Linked DNA regions of Callithrix jacchus: region 1 is linked to region 2. Evidence: chromatin contacts called from public Hi-C data. All regions are on one chromosome and are shown on one strand. The core of a region is the stretch at or near the end of the contact, and the rest is flanking DNA. Distances in the headings are between cores, read along the strand shown. Region 1 has its middle 11 kb from the start of NR4A1. Region 2 holds the start of SMIM41 (small integral membrane protein 41).

Evidence for each region. A called contact is a pair of places that touch in the nucleus more often than the background predicts.
Region 1: a Hi-C map of skeletal muscle shows a contact between it and region 2, with 5 times the contacts expected there. The contact joins the enhancer-like site here to the promoter of SMIM41 in region 2. A contact is called at or near these places in 3 of 3 Hi-C or Micro-C datasets (induced pluripotent stem cells and skeletal muscle).

The regions. Positions count from the first base shown.
Region 1 is chr9:67,452,201-67,457,698 of calJac240_pri, reverse strand. No RefSeq gene overlaps it. Among named protein-coding and RNA genes, the nearest start is that of NR4A1, 11 kb to the right of the region's middle. Within about 2 kb of position 2,683, at least 7 of the 16 cell types and tissues checked have an H3K27ac peak or open chromatin away from gene starts, as enhancers often do. A contact at or near this core is called in skeletal muscle, where this site is marked.
Region 2 is chr9:67,399,210-67,404,681 of calJac240_pri, reverse strand. SMIM41 (small integral membrane protein 41) reads left to right here and starts at 3,966. Exons shown (of 2, transcript XM_035256703.3): 1 at 3,966-4,384; 2 at 4,470-5,472. The coding sequence starts at 3,991. The coding sequence ends at 4,278. ATG101 (autophagy related 101) reads left to right here. Exons shown (of 4, transcript XM_078336595.1): 4 at 1,012-1,708. The coding sequence ends at 1,416.

The DNA.
Region 1 (5,498 bases), core at 1,434-3,933, 54 kb before region 2:
AGCCTCACTCGCTGCTCAAGACGCTGCAGGCTGCCCTTCCAGGCCTGGGCTAGACTGCAGTGGCTGGGGGCTGGCGGTGCCGCTCCGGTGGAGTCCGCCGGGCGCCGTCCTCCCTCTCCATCCTCGCCAGCCCCCCTCTCCATCCTCGCCAGCACCGGGACCGCGAGGCTGCAGGAGCGAGCCCCCCCCCCAGGCGTGCTGCCACCGCAAGTGGGGTGGGAGCGCAGAGGAGACCCCGGGGTTGTGCTTTGCTGGGATCTGGGAGGCGGCAGCGCCGGAGTGAGTAACCGCCTCCCCAGGCAGCTAGTCCCGCCGCCCCAGGAAGTCCCGGCGCCGTCGAGCACCACCTCCCGCCATGCCAGGACCTTCCCCTCATGCTCGCCCGCCCCCGCCCCACCTCCAGCCGCAGACGCGGGTGCCCCCGCACTCTCGATCCCTCACCGGCGCAGACCCCGGGCCGGTCTTCTCCTCCTGCCCCGGCCCAGCCCGTCCGCCGCCCTCCCATCCCCATGGCCTCGGACCCCAGCTTGCCGCGCCGCTCCCCACTAGGTGCTGTGGGTCCCGGCAGCAAAGGGGCGGGTCCCGGCAGGGGGCGTGCCCCGGCCTACTTGCGGGGACGTGGCGCCCACTGCTGGCAGACTCGGGAACGGCCACTCTCGTCACCCGCCCCCGGCCCTGCTCCCAGACCCTCCTGGACCTCTCTGCCAGCTCTCCCTTCTCGTGGACATGCGCCTGCAGGACTCGGAACAGGTAGAGGTCTGCCCCGGCCCTAGCCGTGTCACGGGCTATCTCAGGGGGAGTCGTGGCCTCCCTGAGGCTCGGCTTCCTTCCCTGTGAAATGACTGTGGTGAGGAGCAAAAGCTCAGCAGTGAAGGACAGTTTGTAACCGCAAAGGAGCCTGTGAGTGTGCGGCGTGGTTGTTATCAACGCTAAGGGTGGTCTCTCCTGCCTTCTGCGGGGTGTGGCCACCATCCTCCCTGCCCCAGCCCCACAATGGAAGAAGAGCACTAAGTCACACCCAGAGATTATCACATGCGGTGGAGTGCCTTCAGCGTTTTTACGGGATATAAATAGACATATATGTATTTTAATACAATTGTGGCCATTCTCTACCTGCTGTTTGTCTTGCCGTTTTTCTCTCTCCAAGTGCTTAACTTTTGGTTAAAGCCCGGATTCGGCCAGGAGGGGTGGCTCACCTGTAATCCCAGCACTTTGGGAAGCCAAGGCCGGAAGATCTATTGAGCAGAAGTTCAAGACCAACCAGAGCAACATAGCAAGACCTCGTCTCTATAAAAATATTTTAAGGCAGGGTGCGGTGGCTCAAGCCTGTAATCCCAGCACTTTGGAAGGCTGAGATGGGCAGATCACGAGGTCAAGAGTTCAAGACCAGCATGGCCAACATGGTAAAACCATGGCTCTACTAAAAATACAAAAATTAGCAGGGTGTGGTGGCTACTCGGGAGGCTGAGGCAGGAGAATTGCTTGATCCTGGGAGGCGAAGGTTGCAGTGAGTCAAGACCATGCCATTATGCTCCAGCCTTGGCAACAGAGTGAGACTCCCTCTCAAAAAAAAAAAAAAAAAATTAAATGATGTGAGTGTCGTGGCACATGTCTGTAGTCCCAGCTACTTGAGAGGCTGAGATGGGAGGCCCGCTCGAATTCTGGAGTTCGAGGCTGCATCGAGCCGTGATTGTGCCACTGGCCCCTGGCACTCCAGCCTGGATGACAGAGCGAGACCCTGTTGCAAGAAAAAAAGAAAGATAAAAGGAAGAAAGAAAACAAACTCGAGTCAGACAAACCTGGATTTAGGTTCTTGCTCTGTGACTTTATATTTCCACCCTGTAGCAAACCACACAACCTCTACCTTCCTCAGCCTCAGTTTCCTCCTCTGCAAAATGGTGGTAATGCCAGGAACACCCACTTCACAGGCAGTGGTGAGGCTCCACACACACCTCACTGCATGCTTATTAGAGCTCTGTTTTTGCTTCCTGAGCCTGCCAGAGCTCTGCCTTCTTCATGTACTATGTGGTAAGGCCCCGCCTCTTGGACTTTGCTCACTGCTCCCGCCCCCCCCAGAGACAGAGTCTCGCCCTGTCGCCCAGGCTGGAGTGCAATGGCGCCATCTCGGCTCAGTGCAACCTCCGCCTCCCAGGTTCAAGTAATTCTTGTGCCTCAGCCTCCAGAGTAGCTGAGATTACAGGTTCCCGCCACCATGCCTGGCTAATTTTTGTGTTTTTAGTAGAGACAGGGTTTCTCCATATTGGTCAGGCTGGTCTCGAACTCCTGACCTCAGTTGATTCGCCCACCTTGGCCTTCCAAAGCACTGGGATTGCAGGTGTGAGCCACCGCGCCCAGCCTCTTTCGGCACTGACCTTAACCACATGGGCCTCATTGTTTTTCCTCCATACCCAGACTGTCCCCATCTCAGCACCTTCTCATTCGTCTCCATAGTCTTTCCCCGGGGAAGGGCCTCTCTGCCTCGCTTCGCTCCTGTCCCTGGCTACATTGTCACCTCCTCTGAGAAGCCGTCTTTGGCCGATCCGTATCGCTAGCGCCCTCTATCGTTCGGTAGCTGCTCACCCGGCTCTGTTTTTCTTGCGCTTCTCTTTATGTGCCATTCTCTTAAACATGTTTTTATGTATCCCTCCCCTAGAAGGCACCTCCATGAAAGGTCGGGGCTTTCCGAGGTTCCTTTCCCCTCTCTATGGTTCCTAGAAGAGGGCCTGGCACATAGGCGGCCCTAGTTAGCTTTTTGCGTAAATGTGAAAGAATCCACCTCCTCCCTTATGAGAAGCAGCAGTACTGCCTGTTTCCAGCAAAGGGCACTACCGCACAGCACTTGGGGACCGCTGGGGCTCCTGCTGCGGTGGGAGGTATTTATAAAGCCTACAGGCCTCTCCTCCCATAATGTGGGCGCTCCCACAGCTGGGATCGGAAGCAGGAGGGCCCCCCCCCCGCGCTAATCTGCCCTGGCAGCACCGAGCTGGCATGCCCTGGGTGCATCATCCGGTGTGCTCTGGTGCCCAAGGTCGGGATACCCTCACTGGTGGCTTGGACACACCCCTGAGCAGCTGATGCTTTTGGACAGATCACACCCTGTTCCAGGCTCTCAAAATGAGGGCAATGACATGAGCCGCACTGCTCCCTCACGGGTTTGCTGTGAGGTCGGGACAAGAGTGCATGGGAAATGCTGTATGAATGTAAACATGGGACAAATATAATTTATGCACTCCTTATTGGTAGTTTAGCAGGTTGACAACAAAAGAGGAGAGAAGGTACTTAAAGGGAATTGCAAGGCTAAATGAAGATGGATTTATAAAGGGAATTAAGACAGTGAAGGAGAAGGAAGAAGTTAAAAATAACAAGTACCTTTCACCAAGAGCTTATTAGGAGCCAAGGCAGAGGAAAGTGATCTCCAAACATTGTCTAATTATAGCCAACACTTACATGGTGCTGACCTCATGCCAGGAACTCTTTAAGTGCTTTATGCATAAAAACTCACTGGATCCTCACAACAACTAAGAGGTAGGTCATATTGCTGTCCCGTTCTACACAGGGAAACTGAGGCCGGGAAGGCTTAAGTAACTGGCCCAAGGCCACACAGATAGACAGGGCTGGACACTCTGCCTCCTGGAATGTGCTCTTAAAGCCCCACACTCACAGCCACACCAAAAGGGAGATAGTATTGTTCCATTTCCCAAACAAGAAACTGAGTCTCAGCGATGTACAAAGACCACCTAAAGTCACACTGGGAATATACGTATTTGAGTCCCGCTTAACTGCCCACCAAACTAGGCCTGCAGGAGCTGGGAGGGGGCTTCCAGAATGTGCACAGGTTCTTCTCGGAGGGGCAGCAGCAGACACACCTGCTCTTCTGCGGGTGGAGGGAGGGTGAGAGTGCAGAGGCTGGGCAGGGCTGATACGGTTGAGGGAGAGGCTGCTTGGTGACCTCAACACCATGGAAGGAAGATGGCCAGGCATCGTCCAGGCCAGGAAGTGAGGGGTGTGTTGATAGGCACAGTGGCTGGCCACAGGGATTGCAGCCAGAGCTGTGGGCTCCCCACAAATCTCCACAGGGAGGCTAGGGGCTGAGGGGCAAGACCTACTGTGGAAAGTGGGCACAGCCCCATCCCTGCCACAAGTGCCCCTTAGCCCAGCCCCGACTTCCAGACTGTTATATAAGCTGCTGAAAACCCAGGCCTGGAAATAGCCATGGCTGTACCAGCTGGGCTGCGAGACGTGATGAATGGTCCCCAGGAGCATCAGCTGACCACCCTGTGCTCCTGAAGTGACCTGAGGGCCTGCCAGCAGCTCGGGTTACCCAGCTCTCCCTGGGAGGCAGCCCTGCCTGGTCTGCTGAGGATGGCTCCAATGTGATTCTGTGTCTGGACATTTATGGTTCGAGCGCCTGCAGGATGGTTCCTCTCCCAAGCCTGAGCAGCTAAGGCAGCTCCCAGACACACGGTGCCCACTGGCAGCCTCCAGATGCTGGGAGCCAGGGCCTTGCTCAGAGCAAGCACTTGGATCGCTGAAGACAGTCAGCACTGGGAAGGCTGGGAGCTCTGCTGCTCTGAGTCCTGTGCTAAGGGCCCCCAAGAAAAGAGGAAGAGGACGGCTGGGCTCGGTGGCTCACACCAATAATCCCAGCAGTTTGGGAGGCCGAGGCGGGTGGATCACCTGAGGTCGGGAGTTCGAGACCAGCATAACCAACATGGAAAAACCCTGTCTCTACTAAAAATACAAAATTCACCAGGCATGGTGGTGCATGCCTGTAATCCCAGCTACTTGGGAGGCTGAGGCGGGAGAATTGCTTGAACCCAGGAGATGGAGGTTGAGGTGAGCTGAGATGATACCATTGCACTCCAGCCTGGGCAACAAGGGTGAAAGTCTATCTCAAAAAAAAAAAAATGAAAGAAAGAAAAAAAAAGAAAGAATGAAATGAAAAGAGGAAGAGGAGCCTGAGAAATTGGGGGTGCAGGTGTCATTCCAAGGCTGCACTCCACCAAATCCCTATGCCTCCTGTTTCACAGCCCACTCTGTCACTGAACTGGTGGCCCTGGACACAGGGAGGCACCCACATACTCTGATGCCTACTGCAGAGGGCAGAGCCACACACCCCAGCAGGCACTAGCACATATATCCCTACTCCTCAGAGCACCTGGCTAGGCTCGGAGTGTAGGACAGTGTTCTCCCAGCATATGGTGATCACGTGTTAAGAATTATGATTATGTTGATCAGGTGCAGTGGCTCATGCATGTAATTCCAGCACTTTTAGAAGCTGAGGTGGGAGGATCGCTTGAGTCCAGGAGTTCGAGACCAGTCTAGGCAACATGAAGAAACCTGGTCTCTACAAAAAATACAAAACTTATCTAGGCAGGGTAGCATGTACCTTTAATCCCAGCTACTCGGGAGTCAGCTGAGGTGGGAGCATCGCTTAAGCCCAGGAGGTTGAGGCTGCAGTGAGCCAAGATTGTGCCACTACACTCCAGCCTGGGAGT
Region 2 (5,472 bases), core at 2,717-5,216:
GTCTGTCCTGGTACTTCCCTTCCCCATTCTGTTGCTTGGTTTCCTTCTTTATGAGTAAGGATCCCTGGGCTCTACAATTCCCTCTTCCTGCTTTCATAAAAGAGACTGTGGACTGGGCGCAGTGGCTTTCGACTGTAATCCCAGCACTTTGAGAGGCTGAAGCAGGAGGATTGCTTGAGCCCAGGAGTTCCAGACCAGTCTGGATAACGTAACAATACCCTGACTCCAACAAAATAAAAAAAAAATTAAAAATTAGCCAAGTGTGCTTACAGTATCAGCTACTCAGGAGGCTGAGGTGGGACCCAGGAGTCCGAGGCTGCAGTGAGCCATGATTGCTCCAGTGCACTCCAGCATGGGTGACAGAGTAAGGCCCAGTCTCTTAAAAAAAAAAAAATACCGAAAGGATTATGTTTAATTGGCAGTGGAGAAGACAAATACAGGTTACAGCGAAGAGGGAGATGTTGATGAGGTGATTTGAGAGAACATTTTGAAGGACATGGGCTAAAGGGGTGGTGGTGTGGAAGGAGAAGGCCTTTAATGGAAAGGTGAAAAGCAAGGATTTTGAAATGAGACAATCCAGATTCCAACCCCGGTCCAGCCATTCATAGGCATGTGACTCTTGCAAGCTACCTGACTCCTCTAAGCCTCGTGCTGCCTGAGTGAGAGTTCACGGGGTTTGTTGAGAGGAGCCAGTGGGGTTGTGTGTGTAGTTGCTGGCTCAGAATACGTGCCTACAGACCAGTTATTCCTGTAATAATCAGTTCTTCACCACGCTGGAGGAGTTGAGTTTGGAGACAGATTTCGTTGGTTTGCTTGCACTACACAATTTCTGGCTGGCAGTTTGCTGTGTCACTTCACCCAAGTCCTTTACCCTCTCCCAGTCTTGTTTCCTTGCCATCCCTGCATGATTACTGTAGCTCAGAGAGCATAATTCCTTGGGGCGTGGGAAGCAGCACTCACAGGCGGGAGCTCAGAGGCCTCAGCTTGCTCATTCGTTCCCTTCTTCCCCAGGATGCACTGCGCAACTCTGGTGGCGATGGGCTGGGGCAGATGTCCTTGGAGTTCTACCAGAAGAAGAAGTCTCGCTGGCCTTTCTCAGACGAGTGCATCCCATGGGAAGTGTGGACGGTCAAGGTGCATGTGGTAGCCCTGGCCACAGAGCAGGAGCGGCAGATCTGCAGGGAAAAGGTGGGCGAGAAACTCTGTGAGAAGATCATCAACATCGTGGAGGTGATGAATCGGCACGAGTACCTACCCAAGATGCCCACACAGTCGGAGGTGGATAATGTGTTTGACACAGGCTTGCGGGACGTGCAGCCCTACCTCTACAAGATCTCCTTCCAGATCACTGATGCCCTGGGCACCTCCGTCACCACCACCATGCGCAGGCTCATCAAAGACACCCTTGCCCTCTGAGCCCACCCGGTTTCTGGGAGCTCCTCGATGGCTCCCAGACCTCGGCTTTGGGGGGTTGTGCTGTTAGGCCTGTGGGCCTTGGAACCTGCCCTGGGTCATGCGTGAGACTTGGAAGGGGCGGTGCTGGTTTTGTTTTGTGGTTGCCAGCCTCTGGTCATCCTTTCACCTTTGCAGACGGTTCAGTCCTGCCTGTACTCTCTCCATACCCCTGGTGGGCCCCTTCCTTCTCTACTGTATAGAAGAGCCACCACTAGCATGGGGAATAAAGTTGAGAATGTGAGTTTGGGTGGAACCATCTCCCCTTGGCTTGTGTCTGCCCCGACGTGTTAACACTTTCTGGCATTCCTATGAGGACACAGGTTTGTATTGAGAGCATTATTCCAAGATGAAGTGGGCGGATGGGATTAAAGGCATATTAAAAACTCTGTCTGGATATTCACACAAAGCAGGTGTTACCCAGATGTGGCCGTAACCAATCCCATGAATGAAGGTACATTGGAGGGTGAGGGTCTCTTGCTTTTGGATGTGACTAAGCTGCTTCTCCTCCCTTTTTCTCCACCAATCTACTCCCTAGTTTAATACTTCCAAACTCTACTTTTTTTTCTAAACGTTCATTTTGCAGATTATTTCATCACCCAGGTATTGAGCCCAGGACCCATTAGTTATTTTTCTGATCCTCTCCCTCTTCCTACCCTCCAAAAGGCCCCAGTGTGCATTGTTCCCCTCTGTGTGTCCATGTGTTCTCATCATGTAGCTCCCACTTAGATGTGAGAACATGTGGTATTTGGTTTTCTGTTCCCTTGTTATCTCCTCCCTTTCTAGGGAAGCTGTGACATCCCTGGCCTTTATGTTACTGGTCTTGCTTCATCATGGACCCAGAGAGTAACTTCTCTGCCTTCACAGAGTGCACACAGATCCCCACGTGCACCAGAAGGGTCATCTGATGTGGGGAGGTGTCTGGAGACAGATGGGTCAGCTTGAGACTACCTGGCATCTGGTGACACTTCTAGCTTGGGCTGGGTCTTACCATTGCCTCAGGAACTCACATTCATTTCCACACCCACATACTCCAGCCCCCTTGTGTGCTGTGCGCTCATCGATACAGTCCATGTTTCACAATGCTTTGGGCTGCTTCTGAGCCAGTTCTAAACAGACTAAGTGAATTGTGTGTAGGGAGGGATGCTAATGGGAGAAATGGGGTGGGAGTAGGGGGGTCTTGTCTATGGTCCTGGAGCAGGGTAGGTAGCCAGGATGGCCAGGAAGTGTTTGCATTTGGAATGTGCTTTTCCCATTTCAAGTCACCCTTGGCCACGTGTTGTTTCCTGATAAGTTTTGTGATGTTCTACTCGATCTCTGGGGCATCAGAGTTGGAGCATTCAGGAGGGGTGTTTATAGTTGGAGAAGGCCTATTTGTAGCAAGTTCTCGATAGTATGTGATCCCCACTTGGCATGGTGCAGTTCGGGGACTCTTCCTGTTTTCCTCCCAGCAAGCCGTCAGCTAATCTAATCCCTTCTGAGGGGTTGACTGGTACAGGTATTGGCTGGTAGTGACTTTATTTTTTAAAAGAAGACTCAAGGCTTGCTATGGAATTTTTTGGTAGACCTGGCAGGAGGGTCTTCCTTCCCTATCTGCTTTTCCAGTCTGTGCTTTTCTGCAGCTGGACTCTGCTCCACAACTCCTCCACTGGCTTGGCCACGAGACGCCTAGTTGGCAGTGGGCTGCCCGGTGCACAGCACAGCAACATTTCCATCCCTTCTGGCATTGTGATTTCCCTGAAGTGAGGGACTGATTTGTCCAGGGTCAGGACTGGAGTTCTGGTGGCTCAAATCTGTGCTCTCCTGTTGGTCTGTAAATGTGGCTCTCCTTGGCCTGTGGGGCCTGAGAAAATGTGTGGGGTGGACCTTGAAATCCCCATGCTCTGCTCTGCTCTGCCTGAATGTCTCCCTGCTGTGGAGTCTGCAGGAGGCACTGTCTTGCTTGTCCAGCCCCAGGAAGCTTCCAGAAGGGATGACAGACAAGGAAGGGTGGGAGTCACTTATCCTCAGGGCTGCCTGTGTGCCTCCTGGCTCAGCAGTCACCTGGGCCACCTGGCAGCATAGAACTTTGGTATAGGGACAAAAAGCCCAAGAAAGGGGACAGTCGCTTTTGTCTCCTTTGTCTTGTGTCCTGCTTAGAGGGGCAGCACCCCAGCCTGCACGTGGGAATGGGGTCTGAAGATCTGCTCAGGGCTCTGCCCAGGTGGACCTCTTGGCCCTCTTTGCGAAGGGGAGGGACTCTTGGGGACAGGGTTCCTGGTTTTGGCTGGCTAGACTCGCACGGGGGTGCCTATGGGCCAAGGGGATGAGAAGAAATAAGGCGGCCCCGCCCCAGAGTCCCGGCCTGTGGGCCAGTAGCCCACAGCGGCTGGAGCTCTGTCTAGGAAGGGCACAAGCACTCTGCGCAGCGGGTGGGGGCGTAGGGCGCCTGGGGTCCGCCCCTTAGTTCCCTCCCTGACGCAGCCGTTTGCCCGCCCGCCAGCCTGGCCTCCCGCACATCTGGCGATCCCACCACATCTGGGCAGCAGGCGCTGGAGCATGAACGGCTCTCAGGCGGGCCCTGCGGCTGGAGCCGCCTGGCTGAGCTCCTGCTGCAACCAGTCGGGGTCGCCGCCGGAGCCCCCCGAGGGGCCGCGCGCGGTGCAGGCGGTGGTGCTGGGCGTGCTGTCCCTGCTGGTGCTCTGTGGGGTCCTGTTCCTGGGCGGCGGCCTCCTCCTCCGCGCCCAGGGCCTGACAGCGCTGCTGGCCCGCGAGCAGCGTACGTCCCGCGAGCCCGAGCCCGGCAATGCCCGCGGAGAGAACAGCGATGACGACGACCACTCCTAGGCGCCCAGTTGCGCTCGGAGGTCTTCCGTCCCCGTGCCGCCCCGGACTCCGCGCGGACGGCTGCTGCGGTTCCTACCCCTTTTCCGAAGCGGCGTGCCCCACACAGGTGAGAGGGCAGGGATCGGGAGTACGGGCGTGGGGGCCTGGAAGGCTCCAGTAGCTTCCTTACTGAGGGGCTTATCCGGTTGCAGCAAGGCACCTGTTTGTCAGCGACTCCGGTTCCCAGCTCCGTAAGTCCACGGTGGGTGGGGCTGCAGCCACCCAGGTGTGCGGGATCACACACCCTGCCCCGGATGGTGTCTCCCGCAGCTCTGGCCCCCTCTTCCCGTCTTAAGTTTTCCCACCTTATGCCCTTTTTCTAGGAGCAGAAGCTGCTGTGCAACTGTAGGGTGGTTGTGGAGGCAGGAGGATGACAGAGGAGGGAGTCCAGAGGCCGCAGCGTGCTTTGGGGGCTTCTTCCCTGGACCCTGCCCTCACCTCCACGGTCTGCATCTGCTCCAGCCCCTATAGGTCCTAGGCCCAATTCTGCACTCCATGGGGCTGAGGAGACAGGCAGACAGCTTCAGCCTTTGGTCTCAGCTTCCTGAAGTCTTTTCCCTGGAAGGGGGCTTGAGGGAGATTCTTTGCCTGGACTTCCTTCCTCTTGAGACAGGGAGGAGAGTGTGGTTATGTTGAAGGCAGAGCCAGGGGCCTGGGTGGCCCTGGGCATGGGGAGGTGTGTGGAAGGCTCTTCCCTGGCCGCTGCTTATGTCGTGGAGCAGTGGGGTGGGGGAGCAGATGTAACCCAGAGCAAGGAGCTTTGTGTGGTGTGTGTTGTGGGGCGTGGATGGCAGGGTTCCCAGCAGCTGGGGGGCCTCAGAAGCACTGCTCCAGGAAGTGGGGCTGAGGACTCCCAGCTATGGGGGCTCTCTCTGGGTGTCTCGCTCTGTCTCTCCAAGGACAGGAGCCATCTGGAGGGAAGGGCCTGGATGACCCGAGGACAAGGTAACTACAGACCAAGGCCACCTGGGAAGAGCCACAGAGGCTGGAGAGGCCTTCACTGTTCCTTCCCTCTGTTCAGCTTTGCACCTAGGAGCCCCTGGAGGTTTCTGTGGGTGGAAATGTTTGTTTTTTGAGGGTGACTTTGGCCTCTCTTACCCCCTGATTCTGGAGCCCCCCCCCAACTTGTCTGGGGTAGGGCAGGGTCCCGGTTTC